Regions from separate parts of the Mus musculus genome. Here region 1 is linked to region 2. Evidence: chromatin contacts called from public HiChIP or PLAC-seq data. All regions are on one chromosome and are shown on one strand. Each heading gives the region's core, a stretch centred on a gene start, on an enhancer-like site or on the middle of the called end of the contact. The rest is flanking DNA. Distances are from core to core; before and after follow the strand shown. Region 1 has its middle 41 kb from the start of Gm38404. Region 2 overlaps 9330179D12Rik (RIKEN cDNA 9330179D12 gene).

Region 1 (3,552 bases), core at 902-3,401, 100 kb before region 2:
CGTAACCTGAAGCAGAGGGGAGGGGTACCCTTCTAGAACACCATAAACCAATAGCATTTGCATCACAACGGTCCTGTTCCTCCTCTGTCTGTCTGTCTGTCTGTCTGTCTGTCTGTCTGTCTGTCACAGAGCACTTCTTCCCTCTCTCACTCTGAGAGGTGGAGAGAACAGAGTATGGAATGAGGCTGGAAAAGAGGGAAGTGAATGGATTCCAGTCATCATTGGGCCCGGGGGATGAGGCAAGCTGAATATGACTCAGTTCAAAAGAGAATCCCAGCTGGCATGATGGCTCACAATGACAGCTCTGGAACTCAGGAGGCTGAGGTAGAAGGCTCATGAGTCCAAGACTCTACAAAGGGAGACCCTGAAAAGGAAGGAAAGGAGGAAGGGAGGTAGGGTAGGAGAAAAGGAGGGGGAGAGATAGAGAGGAGGAGGAGGAATGAAGAAAGGAGAGGAGAGGGGAGAAGGAAAAGGAGGGGACAGGTCCATCAACCTCTCCTGACCCCGCCCCCGACCCCGCCCCCCAGCAGTGGTTTCTGTTCCTAGCATCTTTGTACTGAAGATGGGCCCGTGGACAAGGATGGCTCCAGCATCAATACATTCCTAGAAGGACAGTGTCGTGATCACCGTTCCTTTGCTATGAATCACATGGCCAAGCAAAGACCCTGATACTTCCAAGTCCATTCACAGGAAGGCAGTGCCCCAGCTCTCTGCCCCAGTTCTCTGCCCCAGCCTTTGGGAAGACTCCTGGTCTGAAAGTAGGGAAGAATTCTAGAGGTCTTTTCAGCCATGCCCCTGCCTCCTGGAATGTCTACAACTCATCTGATGTGAAGCCCAGGGAGTCTGTGTAACAAACTAAGCATTCAGGAGGGGACAAGAACCTGGTGGCCTTTTCATTTTCCACTACAAGGGGCTACAGAAGAGAAGGCAGGGAAAGGAGAAAAAAACCTCTCCCTACCAGTCTCTTCTTCTTCCTTTGTTTCCAAGTCAGGGGTCATGTCTGCCCTACCTGTCACTGTCTTCATCCTGTGAGGACTGTCATCCTGACAGACTCTGTATTCCCCGAGGAGGCAAGCCTCTAGGCACACCTGGGAGGGATTTCCTAGATTGGGCTAGCCTCATGCTCTGTGAGCCACTCTCTTCATTAGATTGAGGTGGGAAGACTCACCCTGAATATGGGTGTCACCGTCCCCTGGCCTGGGTCCTGGGCTGAATAAAAAGGAGATATCAAGCCAAACACAACGTTCATCTGGCTTCCTGCTCTCTGACTCTGCCGGTACAATGTGATCAGTTGCCTCAAGCTTCCGACTCCCCTGCCCTGATGGATTGCACCCTGCAACTGTGAGCCAAAGTCTTTCCTTCCTTCCTTAAATTGCTTTTGTCGGGGTATTTTGTCATAGCAGCAGAACGGTAACTAGCACGCCCCCTACTGGCCACAAATCTATAACACCCACCGCTGCTGGAAGCCATCATTCTCTCTCAATAGTGGCAACTGCTCTGCTGGCGGCCAGCATCACTCTGCCTTAGAAACCGAATCTTTCACTTTGGGCCATTCAGTGTTTGCAGTAACTCCGCTCTGGGAGTGTTTTATGATTGTCCCTTCAACAAGCAGAAAACTGCGGACCAGCAAAATAAGACAAAGCCCTCCAGCTTGCTTTCCCACTACATAGACATACAGGCACCCCTTGGAATGATTTCCACAGGGAAATTTCGAGGAACCCAGGCACCCTCTGCTACCTCCTGATGAACAGGAGGGGCACACTGGCAGGCCACAGCACAGTGAACTGCCCCAACACCCCATGGGAAGGGCCGTGAGGTGTTCCCTCCAGAATGTTGACTGTCATTTCCCCTGGCTTAATTGCAAGGCAGGCATTAACGGACCCAGAGAGTCAGCGTCCTTCACAGTCGCCTGCAGAAGCGCTGGAATTTCTGAGCTTCCTCAGAGATGAGCAAGGTCCTGGGGAAAAGGGCTGGGGAGGGGGGGAGGCGCGGGGAGTCCAGGGGCCAGTGCCCCTCAGGTCGGTATTCCGGAAACATCCCGGTCACTTTGGATTCGGCAGCGCAGGAAGGAAGGTTCTTGTTAGCGCCCAGTTTCCTGTGGGCAGGAGGATGATCTCAAACAGCTCCCAGCGCCTGGGCCGGCAGCCAGCTGTCTTGGATGGTCAGAAGGTGAAATTTGAATGCTGGTGAATGGGAGAGCGGAAGTTCAGCAAGACTGAGCTGAGCCCCATTCATGAAAAAGATCTAGTCTCACTTCCTTATTGCCAGGAGTCGTGTGTGTGTGTGTGTGTGTGTGTGTGTGTGTGTGTGTGTGTGTGTGTGTGTGTGTGTGTGTGTTGTCTGCTCATGGGAGAGCGAACAACTACTTTCTGTCTCATTTCTTCCCCAGACTCCCACTCTTCCTTTTTTTTTTTTTTTTCCTGTCTCAAAATACGAAGCTTATCCTCAGGAAACTGCCAAAAAATGTGTAGCTGGTCTGTGGTTTGCCAAAAAAACGAAAGAAAAAAAAAAGATAAATTCATGCAAAAAGCAGCATCCCACTTCCCCAAGCCTGCGAGCTCTCCCTTCTCTGAGTCTGTCTCTGTCTGTCTTTCAGTCTCTCCACTCTCTGTGTCTCTGTCTTTCTCTTCTCTTCTCTTCTCTTCTCCTTCTCCTTCTCCTTCTCCTTCTCCTTCTCCTTCTCCTTCTCCTTCTCCTTCTCCTTCTCCTTCTCCTTCTCCTTCTTCTTCTCTCTCTCTCTCTCTCTCTCTCTCTCTCTCTCTCTCTCTCTCTCTCTCTCTCTCTCTCTTCCTCTCCTTGTGGTCCTCTATTCCAGCCCCTCCTAGCTTAGAGTGGTAAAATTAACCCCTAGGGGGTGCTGGACTGTGAACTACGGTAAAGGCTGACCCCAGGGAACCATTCTGAAGCTAAACATGGGCTTTCTCTGGGTAAAAGTTCATGGCCATACAAGGCTCTGGGAGGCCCACCGTGAGCAGCCAAGCACCCAGTCAGCCACACTTACTCCCAGAATCACTGGAACCTTGCAGCCATTTGGGTAAGAGCATGATGACCCCAAAGTCCTCGAAAGGGCGAGAGAGAGAGAGAGAGAGAGAGAGAGAGAGAGAGAGAGAGAGAGAGAGAAACAGAGAGAGGGCGATGTGAAACTCCCATACTTGTCTCTTGGGTCTCAGTCAAGAAATGCTTAGTGAGCATCCCTAACTTCACAGCAACGTTGGAGGTGGTGCACCTGCCACCACCGTTGAGGGCACTTCTTGGGCATAGCAGGTGGAAGGGCACTACGGTACTTTCCCCACCTGTAGCCAACGTTCTTTGTTGTTGACACCCCAAGAAACCTCAGTCTTGTTGATCCTGTGCCTTTATGACAATTCTCACTCATGACAACCTCTCAGGGAGTGTGGAAAGGGATGCTATGAGTACTAATATCTTCAGTCCACTGGTGACCCAACGCCGTTTAGATGTCAGGGATTTCTAGACTCCTATCTTTTGTGTTGTTCAAGTAGTACTGACAACTTCAAGAGCTACTGTGACGATCTGGAGAAATGGCTCAGCTGG
Region 2 (4,034 bases), core at 1,225-3,724:
CCAACTTCTTACTTTAAACATACTTTTCTTGGCATCTAAAATATGTCCCTGACAGGCAGCACATCATATCTGGAGCATGTTTCTTTACTTGTCTGTTTTCTTTAATTAGAGCATTTATTTAGCCCATTTACAGTTAATGTAATGATTACTAAGGCAGTGTTCGTGTTTGTCCTCTGTCCTATCGTTCTTAGAAAGAATGAGAGGTTTTTTTTTTTTTTTTCTTTTCTCCCATCAGAGTTCCATTTTATGTTTAACAGGTACTATATGGCATTTGAAGTATTTTATTGTTTAATTTTGCAGATATATTGTTTTGTTAGTTTTCTTTTACTGAATATTGTTGGCTTTACAATTAAGATCCTAAAACAACAAAGCGTGAGTAATTACAATTTAACATCAGCATTCAAAAACTTAACACCCGTACACCACTCCCTCTTCTCTGTGCTGTTGTCATTATACAAATTACATCTTTATACATGATGTCATCAATGGCATTTTATAAGTACTAATTAAATCAGAAGAAAATGTTTATATAAAAGAAAAAAATCAACATGTATATTTTATTTTTATTTTCCTGCCTAATTCTATTTGGGTGCCTGGATTTGTGTGGATTTGAGTTACTGCCTAGTGTCCTTTCACTGAGGCTGCAAGAGCTCTCAATATTTCCCCGACTCTCTCCCTTCCTGTGCTAGACATCTAACACAGCACCTCTTTGTGTGCCAACTGTGTGTACTCGCACTGATCCACACTTCTAGCTTCCAGTCGGTACTTTCTATGTGATCCCCTAGCAATAAAGTCTGTCAGTTTTTGTTTATCCGAAAATACCTTAATTCCTCCTTGACTTTCTCTTTGTGCATGTGTTTGTGTGTAATGTGAAATTATGCACGTGCACGCACAGCCGTGTGCATGTATATGTGTGTGTGTGTGCGTAGAGACCAGAGATTGGTGTCAGGTGTTTTCCTCCATCTCCCCCCACCTTCTACACTGAAGTAGGACCTCTCACTTGCCCTCACCCTTGCTGGAGCTCTGTTGAGGCTGTGTTTTTCCTTAAGTGACTTTCCTCTACAGATTGTGTGAAGTCTATGTTTTTGGTCATCTACAACTTCCTCCGAAGGGTCTGTGGGGTTTTCGTGTTCGGGTGATGCTCAGACAGGCAGTTCTTTAAATTGTCTGAGACCATATGTCTCCCAGCCTTTATGGAGGGACTTTGTGTCTGTTACAGCATGCCTTCAGCAATCTGTATACTCTTTAAGGTCTTGGCTTTACTTCACTTTCTGTCCTCAGCTGAAAAGGTGAGTACCTTTGCAAGATTTCCCCCCAGCATATACATAGCCATGCACGTTGCTTTCCATGTCCTTAGAAATACATCAGGAAATACTCAGTGGTTAAATACACTGAGTACTCTTGCAGAGGACGCAAGTTCAGTTCTCAGCACCTACATGGCGGTTTAAGACCATCTGTAAGCCAGGTTCCTAGGGCTCTTAAGCCCTCTCTTCTAACCTTCCTGGGTAGCAGGCACATTTGCCGTGCACATGCATGAGAGCTAAACTCATGTGTACGTAGACTCTGCATGGACAGCACACACACAGGTCAGCTTTCTGGCACCGGAACCAACATGCAAGCTGTTTAGTTTCAAGGAGGAAGGTTTACCTTGGCTCCCCATTTCTGAGCACTCTGCCGGTGATCTTTTGTTCCCACTGCTTTGGGGTCTGTGGTGAGGCAGCACACACCTTGGTAGTCAAGGTGGCCAAGAAGGAGGAGGGGCTGAGTCACTGGGACCCCAATATATTCTTCAAGGAGTCTCTTTCAGGACCTAACATCCTTTGCATACGTCTTACCTTATCCCATTTGCACCAAGCCTTTAACCTAACTGCAGGAGGACAATCAGGGCTCAAACTACATGGGGCCAGCAAGACGGCTGAGAGAGTAAAAGGTAAAAGTGCCTGCTGCCAATTCTGATGACCTGTGTTCGATCCCCAGGACCCATGTGTTGGAAGGTGAGAACCAACTCTGTAAGTTTCCTCTGATGGTCACACAAATACTTTGATATGCACCTCCCCCACCCCAACACATGCACACAATAAATGTTAAAACAAACAAACAAACCCAAAACAACAGCAAAACAAACAAACAAAAACCCTACAACAGCTCTTCCCCTGGCTTGGCTTTTTAACAACAATAACAACAACACAGTAATAATAATAAAAAATGTCCCCTTCACAGCAGTCCTGACACCCAGGATGTCACCCAGGCAGATGAAATGCTAAAGAGTGACCAGTGACTATAAGAGCGCAGGGCTGCTTGCCCAGAGCAGAGACTGAATGAGACCAAAGCTTCTAGAATGGAGCACTTCAGGAGAACTGCCTGATAAAAGTCAGTGGCTTAAAAAAAAAAAAGTTGGAGAGGACTCAGGACAGAGGCAGATGCACACAGAGAGGTGAAAGTCACGGGCCATGGGGGAAACACCAGGAAAGCAGAAGTGAGCCGTGAGAAGTGGCCAAGGTCAGCCAGAGAGGGTGAGTCACCAGGAGACCAGAACAGAAGCAGGAAGAGCGATAGGAAATGATGGCAACACTGTTTAAATAAAGACAGCCCCCCCCCCAGAAGCCTGGGCTTCAGAGTTTGCAGGAGTGGGTGGGCTGCTCCACCCTCTCTGCCACTGGCGAGGAGGAACGGCAGGTGCGAGTAAGGGGCAGATGCTGCTGGTGCTGGCTTCTAAGGACTTAGTGCTTCCTCGGTTTGAGTTGTTTACACATAGCCTATGCTATTCTAAAACAGTGCATTTTTGCCTTATGTTCTGTAAAACAGATCTCTCTTTAAAAGCTTCAACACCATAGAAACATTTGTCAAACAGGATGGTATCATCAAATATGTGATTAAAAATCATTACAATAAATATCAAGTCATTAGGATACATAGCACTCCTCCACGAACCACTCCCCTTGCTTTGGACAACACTGAAGTGGATGTCTAAGATTTTCTGTACTTCCAGAATGGTGTGGGTGGGTTTTCACACCCCGTCTACTGAAAATGAGGGCATCCTTGGTATCTGTCCGAATAGGGATGCACTCAAGACTCTGGGGACTGGGCTGCGATGGAACATGTGGACAGCAATGAAAAGTTCCACCTTTTCACTAGCTACACATTAGGAAGAGACAGAATCCTTAGCAGGCAGCCTAAGGCCAAGGGGCTGATGTCCAAAGAGGAGACAAGATGAAGGACCCACACTCACAAGTACCTGGTAAACTGAAAGTCTTAACTATGGTTATGCCTTGTTCTGCCATTTTTCATGGCAAAAGGCAGCACTGTGAGGCGTGCATGGGTGAAGGTGGCTGCTGCCAAGTCCGATGACCTGTGTCCAATGCCCAGGACTCACGTGGCAGGAGAGAGAGCTGCTGATTCCCACAAGTTGCCCTTGGATCTCTACTCAGGTGCTGTGGCAAGCACATGCAGACATACATGTTCACATGTGTACATGCATGCAGACACATGATAGATTAGATAGATAGATAGATAGATAGATAGATAGATAGATAGATAGATAGATAGATAGATAGATAGATAGACAGAAAGATAGACAGATAGATAGACAGATTAGATAGATAGATAGATAGATAGATAGATAGATAGATAGATAGATAGATAGATAGATAGATAGATAGATAGAAAGATAGACAGACAGATTAGATAGATAGATAGATAGATAGATAGATAGATAGATAGATAGATAGATAGATGGATGGATGGATGGATGGATGGATGGATGGATGGATGGATGGATGGATGGATGGATGGACGGACGGTTGGTTTTAAAACATTTTTTGCCAGATGGTCAGGAAGTTGAGGTTCCCATTTCTGGATAGTTATATAACCTTTTGTAAACCATTCCCCATACCTTGGTACGGGAATGTCACATGGTTCTTGGGAAGAAGCTACAAAAAAGAAGCCAGCACACGGGTTATCATACAGTAAACAGATGCACACCCAGGTTCTAACTCTGGCTTTGCAGGAAGTGTCCTCTGACATCCAAGAAATAA

What was found. HiChIP or PLAC-seq counts read pairs in DNA pulled down with a chosen protein or histone mark.
Region 1: a CTCF HiChIP or PLAC-seq map of CD8 T cells shows a contact between it and region 2, with 12 read pairs. The contact joins two enhancer-like sites. A contact is called at or near these places in 20 of 39 promoter capture datasets (the 3T3-L1 cell line, 3T3-L1-derived adipocytes, the HPC-7 cell line and 12 more), 3 of 15 datasets of contacts at CTCF or cohesin (CD8 T cells, large pre-B cells and stem cell-derived epiblast-like cells), 104 of 484 Hi-C or Micro-C datasets (the 63-12 cell line, B cells, the C10 cell line and 66 more), 44 of 115 datasets of contacts at active chromatin or transcription factors (the 230-238 cell line, CD8 T cells, DN3 thymocytes and 28 more) and 5 of 9 other capture datasets (embryonic stem cells, embryonic tail, embryonic trunk and 2 more).

What each region holds. Positions count from the first base shown.
Region 1 is chr6:127,264,885-127,268,436 of GRCm38.p6, reverse strand. No RefSeq gene overlaps it. Among named protein-coding and RNA genes, the nearest start is that of Gm38404, 41 kb to the left of the region's middle. Within about 2 kb of position 2,151, at least 175 of the 459 cell types and tissues checked have an H3K27ac peak or open chromatin away from gene starts, as enhancers often do. A contact at or near this core is called in the 230-238 cell line, the 63-12 cell line, B cells and 14 more, where this site is marked.
Region 2 is chr6:127,161,506-127,165,539 of GRCm38.p6, reverse strand. The region is part of intron 1 of 9330179D12Rik (RIKEN cDNA 9330179D12 gene); the gene reads right to left. Among named protein-coding and RNA genes, the nearest start is that of Ccnd2, 12 kb to the right of the region's middle. Within about 2 kb of position 2,474, at least 75 of the 459 cell types and tissues checked have an H3K27ac peak or open chromatin away from gene starts, as enhancers often do. A contact at or near this core is called in the 230-238 cell line, the 63-12 cell line, B cells and 14 more, where this site is marked.